2 separate regions of the Hordeum vulgare genome follow, and region 2 is linked to region 1. A link is a contact called in public Hi-C data. All regions are on one chromosome and are shown on one strand. Each heading gives the region's core, a stretch centred on a gene start, on an enhancer-like site or on the middle of the called end of the contact. The rest is flanking DNA. Distances are from core to core; before and after follow the strand shown.

The links. A called contact is a pair of places that touch in the nucleus more often than the background predicts.
Region 2: a Hi-C map of leaf shows a contact between it and region 1, with 3 times the contacts expected there. The contact joins the enhancer-like site here to the promoter of LOC123400179 in region 1. A contact is called at or near these places in 2 of 6 Hi-C or Micro-C datasets (leaf and seedling).

Annotation. Positions count from the first base shown.
Region 1 is chr5H:505,144,962-505,150,211 of MorexV3_pseudomolecules_assembly, reverse strand. It overlaps LOC123400179 (mediator of RNA polymerase II transcription subunit 4), which reads left to right and starts at 2,527. Exons shown (of 1, transcript XM_045094599.1): 1 at 2,527-3,972. The coding sequence starts at 2,559. The coding sequence ends at 3,806. LOC123400180 (histone-binding protein MSI1 homolog) reads right to left here and starts at 2,296. Exons shown (of 5, transcript XM_045094600.1): 1 at 1,604-2,296. The coding sequence starts at 2,236.
Region 2 is chr5H:505,529,011-505,534,260 of MorexV3_pseudomolecules_assembly, reverse strand. No RefSeq gene overlaps it. Among protein-coding and RNA genes, the nearest start is that of LOC123398691, 81 kb to the right of the region's middle. Within about 2 kb of position 1,985, at least 3 of the 3 cell types and tissues checked have open chromatin away from gene starts, as enhancers often do. A contact at or near this core is called in leaf and seedling, where this site is marked.

The DNA of each region.
Region 1 (5,250 bases), core at 1,278-3,777:
ATCAAGTATACCAAGGGAAGTTTCAATATATTAGGTTTGCAGACAGTAGACAAAACAGTGAATGAAGTGGTGACTTCGACTAAATTTGCTCATCCATTCGGGGAGATTAAGTTGCATTTCATCATATTATCCTTTCACATATAGTGATGTGGGTATGGAAAACGAAGGACGACATAATTCATGGTTGATTTCTTGGCAATGTTCTGACTTATGAGTTATGAGTTGAGTGCTTCGGGTATCCACAGGTCTTATGAAGGCTGAAGTGTTAACTTTGAGTAATTTGTAATGATGGTTTCTGAAACTGTCATTTTAGTGTCAGCTTCTCTAGTATTTTTTGTGTAAGCTAGGTCCTGAACTATAAGGCTTGTGGTTGGGGGTGATCTAGGGCCAAGAAGCTCATTTTATTTGAAAGAAAAAATGAAGTACGACTGTAGCAATATTAGCATGCTAGGCAAATGACGCAATGTTCACCAGCTACTTGCAAAAAAAAGGAAAAAGGTCTCCAGCCTCTGCATTATTATTTTTTAAAGCAGGTACTCAACTCAGCAAGTCTTTCCAAATAATAAAAACTATGTTTTCACTATCCAGCTGAGGGCCAGTTCTTTTCAGGCTTATGGCTGGCTGTGGAAATAAACTGCCCCTTCCCCGGCCTATTCTAGAAGCCGAACATAAAATTTTATTTTAGAAGTCTACTAATTGAGGGTCAAATAGTAGGTTGAGGAGGGGGCAGCTTATTTCCACAGATATCCATAAGCCCCAAAAGAACTGGCTAAACATTAATTTTCATAGTATGAAACCACGGCAACCAGCGAACAAGTTTATTTTAAGTCCAATCTTCAAAGTAAAGCACCATAAAGAAGTGATGGATTGTGCTGGCAAACTGGCAACCAAGGTGATGATATTTTGTTTTAATTGCTTAAGAAGAACCATAGAGCTTTTATTGCTATTATGTGTTCTCATGTTATCTCAAGGGTTGGTTAACCTGATGTCAGAAGACAACACTTCTTTGTGTCCAAATGAATTATGAATAATAACAGAAGGAGCACATCTCTTGCGCAACACAAATTGCTATTTAGAAAATCAAATCAGACAAATCGTGTTGCCAATACGCCTGAAAAGTGAAGAAAATACAAAACGTTCCTGTGCAAGATTGATGTATCTAGCCTGGTTAGCCACCAGATATGAAAGAATTGTGTGTATCAGGGGAAGTTCCAATATATCAGGTTTGTAGACACTGAATGTGCTCATCCTTTCAGGGACTTTCGGTTGGATTTCATTATATTATCTTTTCACATTCAGCGACTTCAACTGAATGTACTCCGGGTAATGGAAAACGAAGGGCAGCATAATTTGTGCTTGGTTTCTTGGCATTGTTATGATTTTGAGCCGATTGCTTCGGGTATCCGCACTTCTTATGATACAGAAGTGTTTAATCAGTTCTGCTTCCAGTGGTAGCTACTACTACTAACATCACAGTATATACTACGTATTACTCAAAGGTTGCGAACCTAACATGCATAATACGTACAATCATATAGTACATGAGAAACAATATAAATGTGGGGAACAGGAAACAGCACAGGAGCATCTGTTGGGACATTACCGCAAACACCTGTTGCGCGTCCAGAACCGGGGCTCCATTCCCGGCCTTGAGATCCCACAGGCAGATCTTCTTATCATACGAGCCACTCAGCAGGAACCCCTCCTTCCTCGCGCTCCAAGCCAGCCCATACCCCTCCGCGCCATGACCCCTGAGCACGACATCCGCGCCCCGCTTCTCGCCGTCGTCCCCGAGGTGGTACACGTGCACCTCATCGACGCAAGTCTTGGTGGCCACTGTATATGGCTGCTGCGGCATGCACCGGGCGCGATTAACCTCGCCCTGATGCGGCGCCGAGCGGCCGATGGACACGGACGGGGCCGGGACGGCGCGGCCCTCGGCGGCCGCCGCCGCGGCCAGGCGCGGCGGGAGCGGGAGGACGGCGTCGACGAGCATGAGGTGGTTGGGGGAGTCGTCGGAGGCGTGGGTGCCGAGGACGAGGCGGTGGGAGCGGGCGGCGGCCGGCGACCCCGAGGGGAACCACTGGACGGTGAGCGAGGGCCACTCGAGCGGGTGCGACATGACGAGGTCGTAGAGCACCGGCGTGTTCTTCTTCCAGTTGAGGTACTCCTCCATCTCCGCGTCGGCGGCGGCCGCGGCGGCCGCGACGGCCTGGAAGGAGGAGCCGCCGTCCATTGCTGATTTGCTCTGCGCGGGAAAGTGGAGGCGGCGAACTGTCTCCCGCCAAAATGATCGGTGGTGAGGACGCCGAGGGTTTCAACGCGAGGTTTTATTGCGGATCTGATGGGCTTGTTGGGCTGCAAAGCCTAACTATATGCAAGTCATCAAGCCCAGATCTCTCAAAGAAAAGTCATCAAGCCCAGATCTCCCTCAAAAAAAAAAGTCATGAAGCCCAGATTCATGTCAGGCCCAGGATCCCACTGCCTAATAGCCCGGCTAGTCTACGAGCTTCTGGTCCTCGCATTGGATTCCTCAATCCGCCGCCCCCGCCGCCGCGATGATGCAGCACATGCCGTCGCCGGCGAGGCTAGGCGTGACAGCCTCGTCGCCGTCGCTCCCGCCCAACCAGTCTCCCGCAAACCCCACCTCGTCGCCGCCGCAGGCCAACCCGCCGTCCGCGAGCGCGGCGGCGGCTGCAGCCGGAGCCGGAGCCGCGGTCCCAACCCTAACCACCTCGCCGGCGCTGCTCCCGCTCCTGCCGCCGCTCCCGCGCGCGCAGTCGCTGCTCCACCTCATCTCCTCCCTCGCCTCCAACCTCTTCGAGCTCTCGCCCAACCGCGCCGCCTGGATCTCGTCGTACAGGGGCTCCCTCCCCAACTTCCTCGCGTCGTCGTCGGCTTCCGCGGCGCCTACGCCGCTGCCGGCCCCCGTCTCCACCACCAAGGAGGCGATGTCGATGCTCACCTCCCTCCAGACGCAGCTCTTCGAGACCGTCGCCGAGCTGCAGGAGACCCTCGACCTGCAGGACGCGCGCGCCAAGCTCGCTCGCGAGGCGCGCGCCAAGGATGCTTCGCTGCTCGCCTTCGCGAAGAAGCTGCGTGAGGCCCACCACGTGCTTGACCGCCTCGTCGACGACTACGCCGACTACCGCCGCGATCCCAAGCGCCCGCGTGGCGCAGCGGCTGTCGACGAGCCCGAGCCGGTGTCGCAGGGCGACTTCGGCGCGTCCCTCCACTCCAAGCTCAAGCTGGACGACATCTTGACCTATGCGCATCGCATAAGCTACACGACTTTTGCGCCGCCGGAGCATGGTGCTGGGCTGCCTCTGAGGGGTGCATTGCCGCCTGCGCCACAGGATAACGAGCTGCGGATGTCGCAGCTGTATCAGTTTGCTGATTTGGATGTTGGGGTGCCCAAGAAACCCCTGGAAACCAAGGAGGGGCTCACAGCAGAGATGGAGTCCATGCCGCTGTTCGAGCTACCGGAGGAAGAGCCTCCGCGGCCATCTATGCTACCAATCACGGTGCCACCAGGGTGGCAGAAAGGTTTGCCTGCTCTGCTTCCTGCTTTTCCAATGCCACCACCTGGATGGAAGCCTGGGGACCCGATCGAGCTGGGTGGCATCATTCCTGCTGTCAAGCCTGATGAACAACGACCCAGTGTACCAATTCCTGTTGGGGTGCAACCAATGGTGCCAAGGGCCCAAGAGCCAATACAGGTCGCGGCTGTGAACCTTGAAATCAGTTCTAGCAGCGATGAGTACAGTAGCGACGTCGGGAGCTCAGATGAAGACGATGAGGACTAATGCTTTTGTAAGCTCGACCATTTCGTCATTTGTGTGTTTCCATATCCAGTGTAGCTCATTTTAGTGTAAGCTTTGGCTAGTATTATGTCATGTGCTTGTCTGTTCAAACTACTGCAAACACAAAATCTATTCGATAATAGATTTGACTTAAATTTGTGCTGGTTTAGTACAGCAGTCACTAGATCACTTTTTCTGATAAATGCAGCCAGTCTAAATGTTCAATTTTCTTGACCTTTGTTTCAAAAACAAAAACTTTATTCTCTATGAGGTTTGGCTTAAACTTGTGCCAGTCTAGTACACCAGTCACTGGACCACTTGCTGTGATAAATACAGCCAATGTTGACCGTGTTCAGTTTCCTTGACCTTTGTAGTTCAAGATGTTCAGTTTCCTTGACCTTTGTAGTTCAAGATGCTCAGTTTCCTTGACCTCTGTAGTTCAAGATGTTCGGTTTCCTTGACCTTTGCAACCACTATTAACCCAAAACCTGGCCTCTATTTTGGAATGTAAATGTCATGATTTAATGTTTTAGTTCATCATTGTAGGTTTCAGTTGTAATTGCCTGCTAGTGTAGTCCTAGGCTAAGCTTTTTGAGTACATCATTCCATGTTTATGGACATCTTCTCAAATCTTCCTGCGTACTTGTGCACTTTGGACTTTGGAGTGATTGCCTTCGTTTGATGGCGCCTTATCCCATACGCCTAATGTCATCCTTTACATGATTCCTCTCTTCATCTCTTAGAGCATCTCTAGTAGAACCCTCAAACCCTTAAATCTAAAACCAGTTTTAAGGGTTGAGAATTGGTCATTTTTGACACTTTTAAGGGTTCAAAAACAGGGGGCAAAGACTAGAACCCTCAAACCCAACCCTTATTTTTTCCGTTATAAGGGTTGGGTTTGAGGGTTCTAGTCTTTGCCCCAACCCCAACCCTTAAAACTGTCATTTCATATATCACACATTTCATCATATGACATATCACAAATTCAATCACATTTGACATAAAACGATAATCATTCTAGTTATTATTACACCACCAAATAAAACAATAATCGTTCAAATCATTACAACAATGTTTGAGCAAATTACAATAATTGTTCGAATCAAATTGGACATAGAAAAGTAAAACAAAGATACATCATGGGCCAATGCGCCGCCCATCCAAATGTCAGTGGTGCTCTACTAGATCATCCCGGAGCCAATTCGTGGTTATCACAGCGATACAACGATCAGACAATTGATAAACCAATTCAACCAATACCAAACTACCAACAATCAGATAATGCACATTACAACAATCCTGACATCTCTGTCTCAGCCATACCAACAATCAGGCAATCCATACATCTTTGTCTCAGGTATGTCTAGGAACAAGAAATTGCAACACTTCCAATTCGTGGTTATGACAGACATACAACAATCAGACAAGGCATACACCAATAAAACAA
Region 2 (5,250 bases), core at 736-3,235, 380 kb before region 1:
GCTCGCACCTCCAATGCGAAAGGTCGACAATGTGCCGCAGAATGCGGCAAATAGGATTTTCCATATAGGAGGAAACAGGCTACTAGAATCGTAACCCAATTCATTGCATGCTATATTAGAGCTGGTCAAATCTTCCCTCTTCCTACCGGTTTTGAGAAGGTATGTTCTCCAAATTCTTAGAAGGTAGGTTCCCTCTTCCTAGCGTATTAATGATTGGGGGCCGTCGTTGCGAGCCGTTTGAAAAAACGCTATATGCATCATATCTTTAATTTAAAATTAAAAAACTTATATTATGTAAACATCACATTCATCTAAAATAATTAAAAACTTTTCCTAAAAAAATCTCACTTTTATTTTGAAAGAACTTTATAAAATAAAAAACTTTCTCACTGCTACCAACCATGCGCCACATGGCGTAGCTCGTTGGATTTTGACAAAAAACTCTAAAAAGTTCAAAAACTTTCTCACTACGACCAACCAGAATGTGCCACATGCCATAGCTGGTTGGCCACAATCGTAACAATGCTTAATGTGTTTGATTGCATGCTATATTAACCCAGCGTATTGCATGCTATATTAGGTCAGGCCAATCGCCCTATAGTATTCTTGATGATTTTTTCTCAAATTTCTTCACGTTTCATTTCACATTTAATTTTGCTTTTCCCTTTTTCCATTGTCATTAAACTTTTCTTTCTCCATTTGTAAAGTAATGAACATTTTAAAAATCAAGAATATTTATTGAATATTGCAAACTTTTTACAAATCATGAACATTTTTTCAATTCATGAAGATATTACAGTTTCTTGTACAGGTTTCGAATTTCGTTAAAAAAATTTAAAAAATTGTGAAAATAATTTAAAACACTAAAAATGACATTTGCAAACATTTTAAAATTGGAGAATTTTTCATAAAACATAATATTCATGGATAAAATTAGAATAGTTTTTATATTTAGAAACAATAATACATGGACACTTTTAAATTTGTAAGAATGTTTCCAAAACTCGAGATAAATTTTATAAAATTTGGATAACTCTAAAAAAAACGAACATTTAATAAAAAATCGAACATGCTTTGAAATTTTCGAATATTTATTTAAAAAGAGAAAGTATTATTAGAGAGCAGATTAAACAAAAATGCCAATGCTATATACATACTAGTATCACTGACTCCCAACGTTCTATGCACGGTATAGATGCTTTAAAAACCTTCATGCTTCTTTGGAATGTTCATTTCCTAACTATGTTTGATGTGTATTTGAAATTGTATCTCTTGGATTCCAAAATATTCATTTGTATTTTCGAAAAATTGCAGCACTTTTTATAAATATGTTATTATTGAAAAAATATTTGAACACTTTTTCCAAAATTGCACGAATAATTATATATAAATACACGAACATCTTTGTTTGTTCTTACAATACGAGGTTACTTTTTTACATTTTCCATATGTGGGAAATAATTTGTGTACTGTAAAAGAAAAACGCGTGATGTGCTCTCCAAAAAAGAAAATATGCAAGATGTACTACCTCCGTTTCTAAATATAAGTCTTTCTAAAGATTTAATATGAAATGCATAGAGAGCAAAATGAGTGAATATATACTCTAAAGTGTCTATATACATTTATATGGTTTGTAATGGAATCTCTAACAAAACATATATTTAAAATGGAGGGAGTAAAAAACTAACGAGACGGTCCAGAATATCATGGTCTGAGCCAATGATAGACACACCAACACACAATGACTACGCATTGACAGCGCACACACAGTATGCCCAACGCGGGACCTCCTATATAACGCATGTTGCATCATATAGGAGCTCGATGCACATGCTCGATGCATGGCTGGGCCGGCCCAACAACCTGCTCGTTGTTTCATTTCCTGTCGCAAATGATAGATGCACCAAGACATGATGACCCATGATCGACGATCCAAGAGTTTTGAGTGGCCCACTATGCATTGGAAGCACACACAACACACAACAAGCCCGGTGCGGGACCTCCTATATGACCCATTTTGCGTCATACAGAAGCTCGATCAACAAGGTCGATGCACTGCTGGGTTGGCCCATCAACCCGTTCGTTATTTCGTTTCCTGTCGCACGACACAAAAAAAATGTAGGAAAACAACAGCACGCCCTCGGAGTTGATCCTGCATCCTGACACTCCAACCGCGAGGCCAATATACCACACAGCACCAACTGAACATCTTAGTTCAAAACTCTATAAGAACACACGACATCGTTGATATTCGGAAAACATTTCTTGATAATTGCAAGCAGTTTTGGAATGCCCCATTTTGGGGAAAACTGAAGATGTTTTGATATTCCAATTTAAAAATGAAATACGAACAAAATTTGCAATTCCCAAACAGTTACCAAAAATGTGAACAATTTCTTAAAAACTTAAAATTTTCTGAAAAAACAAACAAGTTATGAGAAACACGAATATTATTTGCAATTTTCGAATATTTTCTGATATCACGAACACTTTTCATTTTTTGAAACAAAAGGAAAATAGGAACATTTTTTATATTCAACATCAATAAAGTAAAAACATGAAGTTTTTTTAAAAGTTTGAACAAAATATGTATTTTATGCTTTTTTCAAAATGCGAACAAAATTTGAAACATGGGAATATTTGTTGAAATTGCCAATAAAAATGTTGAATATGCAAAAAAAATAAACACGAACATTTCTGAAAAGTATAAATTTTTTGAAAATAACAACGTTTTGCAAAATTCCTGAACATTTTTTCAAACACGAACAAATTTATGAAACTGTGAACAAATTTGAAAACAAGTACATTTTTTAAACATAAAATCTTTTTTAAATGTGAACAAATTTTGAAAACGAGAACGTTATTTGAAATTCCATGAAACTCTGAACAAAATTGAAAAAGAGAAGATTTTTTGAAACACAATTTTTTGAAAGTACACTAGGGAGAGCCAAATCCCTCCTGTTAAGGATCTGAGTTATATCTCATGTTTTAAATGCAAGACCTTAGGTCACTATGCCAATATGTGCCTAGGAAGGAAGCAGGAAAACCAAGGAGCAAAAGCAAACACCAAGAAGCCTCGAGACTTGTCAGAAGTCATCTGTTTTCGTTGCAAGGAAGCAGGACATTATGCTAGTAAATGTCCACGGGAGAAGAAAGCTGAAATGGAGTAGTTAAGTTTTGACAATTGCAATAAGTATAACATGAAGCACTCTTGTTTTCATGGGATTATGGAGTTAAATTTTGTAACGAAAGTCTCTAAATAACTTCATGAATCAATAGAATTTATTGTGTCATGGTTTCGTATATTGAATTGTGTGAGTTGTTGCTTCATAAAAAAAGATCTTTGACCATTTTCGAGGATATGAGAAAATATGGTCTACACTGACATGAGTATCTTTTATTTTAAGAGTGGTAGTAATCGGTAAACCCACAGGATCCAAGGAATAGGAATGTACCATGCATACCAAGGAGCCAAATCCACTGAATACAGTTGAAGGAAATGTTGGACCATATCAAACTATGTGGATGACAACATTTGTAACACAGTACTTCTGAAGTTGGAATTTTAAGAATAGAATGAAGATGAAATGAAGGAATGATTATGAGGAACCAATACCTAAGGGTAAACATACCAATGGAAAGGAAAATGAGTTCAAGGAATAGAATGTGTACCAAGGATGCATCCCAAAATTTTCATGAAGGTTGCCCCAAGAGCATGAAGGAATAAGCTATGACGGGTCAACAAACGTTTTCTTAGGAGCATATGAAAACCTGAGAGTGGTGAAGAATACGATAGATGTTTTGTTCAGCTTGCAGAACCAATGGATTCGTACGAAATTCGTTCGTGTACAAGAGAAATTTCTGCAACGCTTGTGAGGACACCCAAGTGTTAGAATACGAGATTCGCTAAACCTTATACAAGGTACTGATTTCAGTGCAACATAGCTTGGCCACCATGACGACTTACTCATATCATTCTCTTGCTATTCGGAATTGTAAATCTGAGAGACTTACCCATAGTGAGAGACGACGTTCTTTGAAGCTTTTGTTTAAGCCTTAGAATGGTATGTTGAAAGCCCCATGTACATGGCAGCTCCTGCCAAACGTAGATATTTTACGGTGACGATGAAGCCAAGACCCATTTCACTGCAGGATAACCACAAATGGTAGACCGCCATGAGATCACCGATAGGTTATTTAGAATGGTCATGAGACTTGTTAGTTAAGAAGACCCACTGACGGAAGAAGCTTATATCAATGAAAGAACACCGAATTTTCATGGAAACATTATGAATATAACGGAAGAGCATCACCAAAAGAGTTACTATGAAGAATGTGTGGGTACTCAAACCGTCTAGCTGAGATGGGGATTGAACTCCCGCAAGAGGCTATCACTGACAGAATTCTTCAATCACTGCCGTCAAGCTACAAGAGATTTGTGTTGAACTATAACATGCAAGGGATGAACAAGTCACCCGACGAGTTATTCGCGATGCTGAAAGTCGCAGAGTCAGAACTCCGTAAAGAGCATCAAGTGTTGATGATGAATAAGACCACTAGTTTCAAGAGAAACTGCAAAGGAAAGAAGGGTAATTCAAAGAAGAGCGGCAATCCTGTTGCCAATCCTACAAAGAAACTCAAAGCTGGACCTAAGCCTGAAATAGAGTGTTATTATTGCAAGGGTATGGGTCACTGGAAGCGCAACTGCCCGAAGTATCTGGCTGATAAGAAGGCGATCAAAGAAAAATCAAGTATATTTGATATACATGTTATTGATGTGTACTTAACCAGCTCTCGGAGTAGTGCCTGGGTATTCGATACCGGTTCTGTTGCTCATATTTGCAACTCGAAACAGGAACTGCGGAATAAGCGAAGGCTGGCGAAGGATGAAGTGACGATGCGCGTGGGAAATGGTTCCAAGGTTGACGCAATCGCCGTCGGCACAGTTTCACTTCAGTTACCATCAGGATTAATTATGAACTTAAATAATTGTTATTTAGTACCTGCTTTAAGCATGAACATTATATCTGGATCTTGTTTATTGCGAGACAGTTACTCGTTTAAGTCAGAGAATAATGGTTGTTCTATTTCTATGAGTAATATATTTTATGGTCATTCACCCAATGTGAGAGGATTGTTCATATTGAATCTTGATAGTGATGATACACATATACATAACATTGAGACCAAAAGAGTTAGAGTTAACAATGATAGCGCCATGTTTTTATGGCACTGCCGCTTAAGTCATAT